Linked DNA regions of Rattus norvegicus: region 1 is linked to region 2. Evidence: chromatin contacts called from public Hi-C data. All regions are on one chromosome and are shown on one strand. Each heading gives the region's core, a stretch centred on a gene start, on an enhancer-like site or on the middle of the called end of the contact. The rest is flanking DNA. Distances are from core to core; before and after follow the strand shown. Region 1 holds the start of Ssx2ip (SSX family member 2 interacting protein). Region 2 has its middle 38 kb from the start of Ssx2ip.

Region 1 (5,448 bases), core at 1,052-3,551, 39 kb before region 2:
GGCTGCTCGCACCAGTTGGTGAGCGCCTGTCAGGACACAGCTGAGATGCCTTCTTTGCTAAGGCCCTCCCACATTTGCATTCTCCCCTTCTCCACACAACACCAACCCACCCCACCCCCCAGAACAATATTCAGAGCAACACATCTTTTTATCCTTAGGCCTGGCAGTTGGCAGCTGAGTGTCTGATAATAAATGTTTACTGAAAGAATAAATTTATTAACATACAGTGAATCGCTCCTACACTACACAAAATACTGGACCAGCATCAAACCGTATAAATCTAGGTTTTCCCATTACTAATAACGGATGGTGTACTGTCTCATCCTAGAAGCTCATGAGTCTAAGTAAGCTGTATGCTCATAAGCACCTAACCATAATTAAAGACACAGAACACTCACACAGCCTCTTGTTATGAACAATTGGGTAAGCCAGCAAGGTAAGTTCACAGCTAGTGTAAAAGATACAGGAAGCTATCACTAAAATTCGCTCTTGAAACTGAGCCTAGAAATACGGGGCTATAAGTCCAGCTACTGGGAGGCTGAGGCAGGAGTTCAAAGACTGCTTGGGCAAGCTAGTAACAAGGCAACCTTGCCTCAAAATAAAGGCACACTGGGTTTCAGCAACAGAACACTTGCCTTGCATGTCCATGGCCCTGGTCTGGTTCCCCAGGGACTGTGTGAGGGCATTCAGAATGAGAGGGAGCTTGTTTTTAAGTAGGATGTGTGTGTTGTTCTACTAGGTCTGGAACTCCTAGGCTCAAGCTGTCCTCACCTCAGTCTCCTGGTAGCTGGAGTAAAAGGTTGGGGCAGCCACAGTTCTAGGCAAGCTTGCTTGCTCTCTTGCGCGCTCTCTCTCTCTCTCTCTCTCTCTCTACCTCCCTCCCTGTCCACCTCCCCTCCCTCCAGCCACCCCCTCTAGCTGAATGCTGAGTGAGGGCACATTCAGTATATCCTAACCGGTTTGGGCCAACAAGCTGGTTTGTCCACTTTTAAGAGAGGCCAAGTACATTAATTTGACTGGGCTGGGTTTGAGGTCTCAGGGACAGCAGGAACAGTTAACTTTTCCATGTCCTGTACACCTGCCTGAGCAAGTCGAGGATGCTATGGACTTAACAGGTCTTGTCACAAGGCTCAATGTGTCATGGAGTAAGCTTCACGTTTCATCCTGGAGTGACCCAGCTTCTGCAGTTATCTCCAAGCTGCTTCAGCCTGGTTACTTAATCCCTGGGCCTATTATCTTCCCTGTACAGCTGGAGAACAAGAAGGAAAGGAAGGGTGTAAAATGACAGGCTGTAGGGGCCCCAGCAGTCACCAGAAAAACGCCCTGGTTTGAATTCTATCCATTCCTAATCCTCCTCTCAGAGAATCGTTTTTTGTATGAGGAACTTTCATGCACACCAGGCAGGACCAAGTGTCGACAGGGATGGCAGCTTGCCTTGTTTAGTTTGAATAAACTACGCTTCCTGGGCCCACAAGCTCTTGGGGAGTAAGGAGATTGGATGGATTAAGTTTTGCTGGCTGGAGCGACCATTTCGAATTTTATCCAGCCTCGTAAATGTGTGTCACGTCATATACGGACCTTTCCGTTCGAGATCAAATTATGGACTAGAAAGATTTCCTTCCACGGATTGCGGGCTCCACGGCAGCACTATTTCCAGCTGACTCCAGGCCTGGACTCTATTCCGAATGGAAGCAAACCTTAAATCCAGGAGGCTCTCATCCTTGGACTCCACCTTTCATACAGTCTAGAAGGAACTCCCAGTTCTCACAACTGCATCAGCGTTGCCGGTTATGGATCTGATACACTGTGGGGGTTAATGAAAAGATTCCTCTACTGGTGCTGATGGGGAATTTTTTGGCAAGTTTTATTTCCTGGGCCCAGGTGACTTGCATAACCCAGCGACCTGCACTAGGAGAAATTACGTGCTGACCAGACAGAGCTCACCATTCACTCACTGTGCACCACTGGAAAAATCGAGGCCAAATAATTTCTCCAGCAAGTCTACCCCTGCGATGATGTAAGTTCTTCCCCTAAACGTGGGGCTGGACCACGATGAAGCACCCACCTACGGCGGACCTCACTCGCTAAGTCCTACGGCAGCCTCTGAGGGATCGCCGAGCCCACGCGGGCCGAAGGGACCCCGCGCATGCCCCCGCCGAATCCCGCAAGGGCGCGGGGTCCCCAGCACCTACCTCACACTTCCCGCTGCAGGCGGCTGGCAGCAACGCTCTCCAACCGCTGCAACGGCCGCGACGAGCCCGCCCAGTGCCGGCCCGGGTGCATGCGCCCACGTCCAGCCCGGCGCCCTCCCCGGCTGCGCGTCACAATCCCGCCGCTCACCGTCACGGCACCGGGAGCGGCTCACGCCTCCCGTAGCCCGCGGGCCCGCACCCGCGGCGGCACGCAGCGGTTCCGCGCAGCCTCCAGCCCGCCGGGTCCGCCCGGCCCGCCTCTCGCCGCTTTCCTCCGCGGGCGCCCATCCCACCCCGCCCTGCGCTGGCGCCGCCCATTGGCTCCGCCGGTTGCCAGGCGACGAACAACCGCGGCCCGCATTGGTCCAGCGAGGACTAGCCTACGACAACCCCAGCCGCTCTCCCCCGCGCAGCTGCGGCCACCGCACCTGTTACACCCGGGTTCACCAGGCCGCCGCTCCCCGCCCCTAGCTCTCCGCGGGGACAAGAGGAGGGTCCTAGCCGCTTTAGAGCCCGGCCTCCGAGGCGACCCTGAACCCCAACGCTCCCAAGGAGAACCGGGTGCGCTCCCCAGATCGGAGAGACACCAACGGGCATCCAGAATTGGGTCAGGCACTGGAGAAGGAAGGTCAAGTGGCCTCGGGAATCAACACACCAATGGCACAAAAATCAGTGGAAAACCAGAGCCGGGGTAGTGGGCAAGAAACCCCGAGTTCAGGCCGCAGGACTGCACACAGCGTGCGTGAGGTTGCAGGTCTGTGAACCAGCAGAACTGAAGTTCAAGGTCATTGGGAGCTCGAGGCTAGCCTGGGCTAGTAAAGCTCGAGTAGTGAATAAAATTAAGCAAAGAAAGGAACCTAGGGAGGAGACAGCTGGAAAGGGAAATGAAGAAACAACAGTACTTGTGAACTAGAAGTTGATGGAAAAACTCCCTAGGCCCACTCACTGAGTGCAAAGAAAATGTATGACAGCTGCAATTGGCCAGATCCACCTACCTCCCTACTATCTCTACCAAAAGTTCCTCCAGAAAGGAAAATGGAGAATCCATAGTAAAGGGCGGGGTGGTGGAGTTCTAGCGAGGTGTTTACTCGAGGAGAAAAAGAAGTTTGGGGTTTTCTAGCGAGGTGTTTACTCGAGGAGAAAAAAGTTTGGGGTTAAGTGGCTCCTGTTAACAATTTGAGACCAAAACAGCATAAAAGGAAAACAAGGAATACCTCACTGCCACAGAAGAACGAGAGAGAAGAACTACACATACCCTCAATGCTGAGAAGTGGATCAGAGTGCAGACATGAGCGTTAGAAGAGGAGGGAGACAGATTAGATGCTGAACACAGGTAGCAAGGACAGACACATCATTACAAAAATGCTTTGGAGAGCAGCGCTAGTGAGAATTACGGCCAGTGATTGACTTGCTAAGTCAGACCATTAATGGGGTGTGGTTGCTCTCTCTGCACCCAAAGGGTGTTCTGAAAGTTCATTTGTCTACTCTCCAAAACATCATTCTTTTTCCTATCTCAAAAAACATCTTAATGCCTTTGTTCTTTGAACGCTGAGTCCAGCTTGGCCATGCAAGGGACATGATGGAATGGTCCCACCCCTGGAGTGGGCCTCCAAGAGTGTACATATTTTCATGTTCCTCCTTCAGGGAATGCTCCCCCTTAAGGTCAATGACTCCACGATAATCAGAGATGGCACAAGTCCAGGAGGCGAGAGTGTGTCCTTAGCAAAAATGGTAAACACTGTGGCCTTCAGGACAGCCCTTAAGGCTGTGGGAAAGAACTCTGAAAACATGTGTTCAAAAATATTTCTCAACCAAGCAAATTATAAGGATGCAATATGAATTATATTAAGGGTTTCACAGACCTAAAAGAACAGAGGCAGCTGCACTATGAGCCAGCTTATCAAAAGGATACAAAGGCAGGTAGATTCCTGAGTTCAAGGTCAGCCTGGGACAAATCTAATTTCCATCCAGGCTTGGTCAGAATGGTAACCTCAGGACAGGGTCCCATCCAGTTAAGTTTATTATCTGAGACAGGCAGATCTCTGAATTCATTTGCAGTGTTAAAAAAAATGCGCTAGCTGTCCCTAAGAATCAAGGGGCTGGGGTCCTGGAATGCTAACTCTTGGGATAATCAGAAGGGAACCTGGGGTAAATGACTGAATTGATTTGTAAAATAAAAGAGTGGGATTTTGGTCTGCAAGAGATGAGCTATGGAGAGTTTTTAGGATTATTTTTCTAGCAAGAGAGCTCCCTTTCTTGTTAGACATCAGAGGGATGTCTGGGAAGCTGTCTTGAGCAGAACACAGGCCCTCAACTTGTACCATCTACCGCCATTTGATCGAGGGGGTGGGTGTTCGTTTGTTTTGCTGCTCAGACACACCTCTCCAAGCTGAGGCTGGTTCTTGGCATCTGAAACAGTAATTTAGGGCATATTACTACTACACTTTATTGTAAAATTATATTAAATGGCTTTCTTTTACCACACTAGATCCAGCACTGCAGTGCCCCAAGATATCTGCTAGATAACTTGCCAGAAATGCACATCCCAACTCCGTGGTGGCCCAGTGTCTCTGCCACCACACACTCTCCCAAACTCAATTCTCCACAAGAAAGAACACACAACACAATAATCTCTGATCCAATTGATAAGATATAACTGCCTACCTAAACATACAAAGCCCTGTACACACCCATCCCTTAAGAATATCCATAACAACCTGTAAATGTGCAGAGAGGAATTTTAACATCAGCCTCCATGTTCTCTCTGAGGCTTCTCTCCCTCCTCCTTCCGTTCCAGTCTCCTCTTCCCTCAAACTTTTCTCTCGCCCATCCTTCCTTCTTGTCCAATGACAGTCCTTGTTCTATCTTGTACCTGCCTTCACCTTATAACATCCTATACACTTTGTCAAGGAAACAGGGAGCATTCGCTCCTAGGTTAGCTAAGTCAGTTCAATCTGCCACACTTCACACAGTAAAGTAACCAAGTTCTCCCAGAGACTTTCCTTTGTCTAGGTCACATCTCTGGATAAGAACCACATGGAAATAAAACTTGAGAAAAATTAATAATGTCAACATAAATAACAAACTTTAATGAAAATCTGTATTTAAAATTTCATGGTATTTAAAATTTTGCATACATTGTTACCAAGATAATAGAAGGCATACAAATTTTCAAGTGGTTTACATTCTGTGACGCTAGTCTCTGGAACACTCCACTGTGTACTCATAAAAAACAAAGTGCCAAAGGCAGATGTCT
Region 2 (5,711 bases), core at 2,122-4,621:
GAAACCTGTTTCTTGTGAAAGATCTAGCCACCAAGTCGCTGGACGGCTGTGAGTCTGCCACACACACACAGCTTGAGACTGCAAGTAGTGAACTGAGACTGTGGGGGAGAAATGGCGGGTACTATCCCTGGACCCTCGATGCTTGGATGCAAGAGGGGCTGGCATCCTTAGCTCTCTCCAACACTGGGTGCCACACTGTGGTCACCTCTCCTGCGTTCCACTTTGCCTTGGGGAAGAGGAGGGAAAGGGTCAGAAGGGAGTTCAGTGTATCTGTCCCTCTTTTTTTTTTGGGGGGGGGGGGAATTCCTTTCTCTCTGTGAATACATGAGCAGTGGAACTGCATTGACCTCTCACACAATTGTCCGTGCTGGGAGATTTTAAGAGAGGGTGTAGACCCATTTGACTGGGCGGTCCAGGCTACTCGACCAACTTAGGCTTGGCTGGGCCCTGTGAATAAGACTGACCCTCTTCAGTCTTCTTTATGTCAAATATCTCCTGGAAAATGATGTTTTGTGCAACTCATGACTGCCGTCACTGTTTATTGATGGCAAATCTTTGTTTAGGTGTTGTCTTAGAGTTTTACTGCTGACACATGGTGAGCAGACATCATGACCAAGGCAACTCTTATAAGGTAAAATTTAATTGGGATTGGTTTACAGGTTCAGAGGTTCAGTCCATTATCATCATGGTGGGAACATGGCAGCATCCAGGCAGGCATGGTGCAGGAGGAGCTGAGAGTTTAAACAACTTCATCTGAAGGCTGCTAGTGGAAGACTGGCTTCCAGGCAGCTGGGGTGAGGGTCTTGAAGCCCACGCCCACAGTGACAAACCTACTCCAACAAGTCCACACCTCCTAATAGTGCCACTCCTTGGGCTGAGCATATACAAACCATCACAGGTGTATATACCTCAGTGTCTGTCCTCCTAATCAATTCTAAAGCTTAGTCAGGGGTGCTTGGAGTGGACCTCATGAGCCTGACCCAAAACTGGTGGCTGTTCTGTTGCTTACTTAAAGTTACTTAATTTTACTTTTTTGACTTGTGACTTTGAGCATATCAGAAGAAAAGTTTGCATTCATGGAATTAGACCTACATAGAATCTAAGGAAAGCCATCAAGCAATGCTACAAAAGGTAATTAATGGGTAGCCTTGGCTTAATTTAACCAAGTCTCATGTTTCATGTTCTTACCTCATTTTATTCCCATCTTCCTTGGTATTTTTAGAAGCCAACTATCTTAAGAGCAAGAACTTGTTTCTCCTTCCAGAAGGAAGCAAAATTGGAAACTTTCAAAGAAATAAATTACGTTTGTAACCTCAAGAAGAGGAATCTGTTACTTACCTAGCTTCAAAACAAGCTTCGGAGACGCACAAAAGATCCGAGAATACTTACTTGCGGAAAGCAGGGTTCCTCTTAAAACAGACCACAGTCTGATCAGTTTAGGAGAATGTTTAGCAAAGGATGCTAAGAACACCAGAGGCTCCGTGTCAGAGGCGTGCTCTCCGGAGTCAGGTGTAGTGGTACCGCACTAGAGGCACCAGGACAGTGAGACACTGCATCTCATACACGTCGGGAAGAGACAAGACACCAGACTCAGGCTACGCTGTGGTGACGGCCCCAAACCTCTGGACAATGGGCCATTCTTCCCTGTACCGTCTCGTATTTTCCTCACCTCAGCTAAGGTTGCTAATATGAGACTGACTCAAGGCCGCGTGCCTGGCCCCAGCTGCCAGAGAGGCCAGAGGAGGGATCTGAGGAAGAAGAAATTACTACAGACACTAGGTCAAAGGAGGCCAGTAACTGGGAGCGTAGTGACATCAGCCTTTCCCTGTTGTTCAACAGCATCGCTCAGCTCCTTCCCCTCAGACGTTTCTGACTCTTCATTCTCTCTTTCCTTTTTTGGGGGGGGTTTTTTTTTGGGGTTTTTTTTTTTTTGTAATTAATTACTTTTTTTTTTTTAACAAGTCAGTGGACTCTATTGCTTCTGGGGTGTGGGGCTCAGGAGCTCTTGGTGGGGCGGGTTCCTCTTCACAACCACAGGCTCTAGCTTTGGAGAATGGCCCTGGCTCTGCGGATGGCCGCCATGCGCAGGTCAGGGCGGTGCTTCTTCTTTCAGATCACGTGCCTGCTGCTGCTGAGGGCAGCCCGAGCCTTATTCTCGTTGGTGGTGGTGGTGCTCACGTAAGAAGCGGCAGGTTTTCGCTGACCGGATCTGCGTTTCATAGCCTCCATGACCCCTTTGCCATCAGCCGCGGTGGATTAGCCCATGGTAGGAGTTTCTGGCCTTCAGATTAGTGAACTCCGTGCTGTTTTTCTGCTTATTCCTCGTGATCAAGAAACTGGGGGCTGGAGAGGTGGCTCAGTGGTCAAGAATACTGACTGCTTTTCCTGAGTTCAAATCCCAGCGACCACATGGTGGCTCACAATCATCTGTAATGGGATCCAGTGCCCTCTTCTGGTGTGTCTGAAGATAGCTACAGTGTACTTGTATATAATAAATAAATAAATAAACTTTTTAAAAAAAGAAACGAGCAGTTCCGAACAACCTTCCATCACCCATGCTTTGACATGGTGGCGGCTACTCTCCAGGTGGTGGCCGGAGACGGAAAGAGTAATTAATTAATTAATTAATTAATTAATTAATTTTGACACAGGATCTGACTTTGTAGCTCAGCCTGGCCTAGGGCCCACGATGTTACCCAAGCTAGCCTTGAACTCATCATGGCAATCCTTCTGTCTCAGTCTCTGGTGTACAGAGATTACAGGTATGTGCGCCACACCTGACTTTCCAGCTCTGCTGATTAAGCACCAGGCGTGTTCTTTCTCTTGTGCACCAGACTTCCTGTGGAGAGAATCAGGGCCCAGGACCACTTCCTCCTCAGGCCCTCCCTCTGTGACCCTCAGCTCTCCACATTTGTGAAGCAACTAACTCTTTCTTTACCGTTACTAAGTGCAGATGTGGAGGCTGGCAAAATACACACCGAGCCCCAGAAGGAAGGGGGTTGGGGAGGAGGTGGTGCGTGAGGTAACTTCTATCCTGGGGTTAGCAGCCTAGAGAACTCCCTGGCGCTTACAGTGCCTGGACTTCTTGTTTTATTTAGGCTCCTACTTAGATTAGAAGAGCTTTCTCCCTGTTAGAGAATTGTACTTATCCAAAATGCACGGCTTTTCGTGTCATTCTCATCTGAACAGGCTAAGTTGACCCCTAATTATGGTCACAGGGATTGTTTGCTCATTTTCGTAAGCAGATTGACAGGGGCAAATTTAATATAGATCTGTATTTTATACTATTGCCAAATTCCTCTGGTTATTTACCTTTCTCTGCAAGAGTGAAAACAAAAGCCAGGCTTGATTTCCACACTGGAGAGGCAGGAACAGGTAGGTCAGGAGTTCAAGGCAAAGCCTCAGCCAGGTAGAGGTTAAGACACTCAGGGCTACACAAGACCCTGCCTCAAAATTAAAAATGAATTTATAATTACATCTTAATAATAATCCTATTACTCTGAGCTGTAAAGAAAGTTATCAGAGATATCTGGACTCAGCACAGTCAAAATATTTATCGAAACTTCACTCCCCGTCCCCCCTGACCAAATGCCCCCTCCATTCTGAAGGCAACAGTTTTAAATTATTACAAGCCCAGGGCATGGGGGCCCACTTTGACTCATGGCAGAGTTCAGTGTTCTAGCACAAGTCTCACACTCTAAGTGTGGAATGTGGCATCACACATCCCCTTTCCACTCTCAGAATTATGAGTTTAAATATGGCTTTCAGACCCGGAGAACTCACGCGGCCCTGGGGTTGTTGTCTTTAACACGCAGTCTGGATGCTCTACCCAGGGTACAGTCGGTCACGTGCTGATTACTTTCACTCTCCTACAAAAGTAGACACAGTGTGAAAAAGATAGGAAAACTTACAGTAGGAGAACAGACTCAAAGGAGAGATTACTGCATAAAAACACATGTATTTGCTGGTGGTAGGCCATGAATTTGGCTTCAGTATTTCTAGTGGCAGGTGTAAGGGAGAAACTCAACCAGTTACAGGACTGGGTCTCTTCCAGAAGACAAGTAGATGGGGAAATGTTTAAAAGAAGATGTGGGACTGTGGTCGAGCTAAGGCCAGAAAGGAGACACTGACAAGATGGTAGGCGCTTCACCTGTTCCTGGGCACCAGGCCCCTGTCACACAGCTACAGCCACCCCCCCCCACACACAGCACCCCCCACCCCGTAGAGAGGTTTATGGCCATCAGTCAGGGAGGAGCAGCATCCCAAGCCCTCCCACAGGTAGATGAGGTGTCCCCAAGCTCTCAGACCAAGCCAATAGGAAGTGCCTACTGTCAGACCCTGACCTGCCCCAAAACTGTATGTAAAAATCCTATCCAGAAGGAATAAAGGTGTGTGTGAGAATTACTCTGTCATCTGACAGCTTCTGTCACAAAAGCTGTAACACCACCGCTTGGGGAAGAGATCTGCTCTCCTGAAAACACCGCCAGAAGCTCCCCCTCACCCCTAGCTGACTAGTCAGTCTCCTGCTGGCCCAGACTGGCTGGCTCAATGCAGCAGCAGCACAACCAATGCGATGACGTCTTGGAGCAGCACGTCTTGGGGACAGAGGGAGAGGTGGCAGGGCAGCTATGGCAGCAGCAGCAGAGGCCATTCCCTCTCCCTGCTTGAGTTCTCTCCCCTTCGCCTGAACCCTCGCACCTGGCTAGGCCAGAGATCTCCGTGGAAAGCCTCCAGTACACAGGCCCACAAGAAATCAGCTCTCCTTGATTGTGAGTCCCCCATGAACACAAAAGAGCATGGAGAATTCTGATTCAAGGTGTCTTGACTGAATAAATATTGTTGTCTGCTTATTTGTTTGCTTGAGACAGGCTCTTTCTATGTAGCCCTGGCTGAGAGGAAACTCACTGTGTAGACCAGGCTGTCCTCAGACTCACAGAGATCTACCTGCTTCTGCCCGGTGCATGTTGCCATTAAAGTTATGGCATGATATATCTAATAAAATACACACGTGTTTGCTTTTATTCTCTTGCTTATTATAAGGGGTCTTTAAAGGAGCTAAATTTGGCAGAAAAGTTCTACGAAGCAGCAAAAATAATCTAGTCTAGGTGTTGCTCTCTGAAGCTTAACCTGAGGACAGCATCTGGACACTGGGACGGTAGAGAACATCTGGACACTGGGATGGTGGAGAACATCTGGACACTGGGATGGTGGAGAACATCTGGACAGTAATGAAATCATGCAAGTCATAACAGATCAAGTGAGAAGTAGTAGAAGACAGAAATGAAATGAGCAAATAAAAACTCAGTGGAGAGTAAAGAATAAGAAGTCTGGACCAGGAAAAGTGGCAGAGCAGATAAACACAAGCCAAGCATCCCGATGTGGATTATGAGGGACGGGAAAGGATGCTGCCTTCCGTCCTCCGGACAAGTGTAACAAGTGTAAACGACATCGTTAAGATACTCCAAGAGAGAAAATGTAAGAATTCATACCCAGCGAAATGACTTTCACATTAAAAGACACAAGCTGCTGTTGACACACAAGGAATGGGTCGTATCACTCCCCCGAGCCATTTGCAGGCACTGACTCTGAGACCATGGATCAAACAGCCGGAATGAGTCAAGACGCCGTCTCAGTAGCTGGTTGTGAACGTTGAAGATACTGCTCCCTTTGGGCATAGAACCGCTACGGATGAAAGCAGAGAGTAGAAATGA

What was found. A called contact is a pair of places that touch in the nucleus more often than the background predicts.
Region 1: a contact with region 2 is called in a Hi-C map of liver, with 2.3 times the contacts expected there. The contact joins the promoter of Ssx2ip here to the enhancer-like site in region 2. A contact is called at or near these places in 10 of 12 Hi-C or Micro-C datasets (the A7r5 cell line, Schwann cells, frontal cortex and 5 more) and 1 of 1 datasets of contacts at active chromatin or transcription factors (oligodendrocytes).

What each region holds. Positions count from the first base shown.
Region 1 is chr2:237,955,317-237,960,764 of GRCr8, reverse strand. It overlaps Ssx2ip (SSX family member 2 interacting protein), which reads right to left and starts at 2,301. Exons shown (of 15, transcript NM_175597.3): 1 at 2,193-2,301; 2 at 1,083-1,249.
Region 2 is chr2:237,917,526-237,923,236 of GRCr8, reverse strand. No RefSeq gene overlaps it. Among named protein-coding and RNA genes, the nearest start is that of Ssx2ip, 38 kb to the left of the region's middle. Within about 2 kb of position 3,371, at least 2 of the 93 cell types and tissues checked have an H3K27ac peak or open chromatin away from gene starts, as enhancers often do. A contact at or near this core is called in hepatocytes and liver, where this site is marked.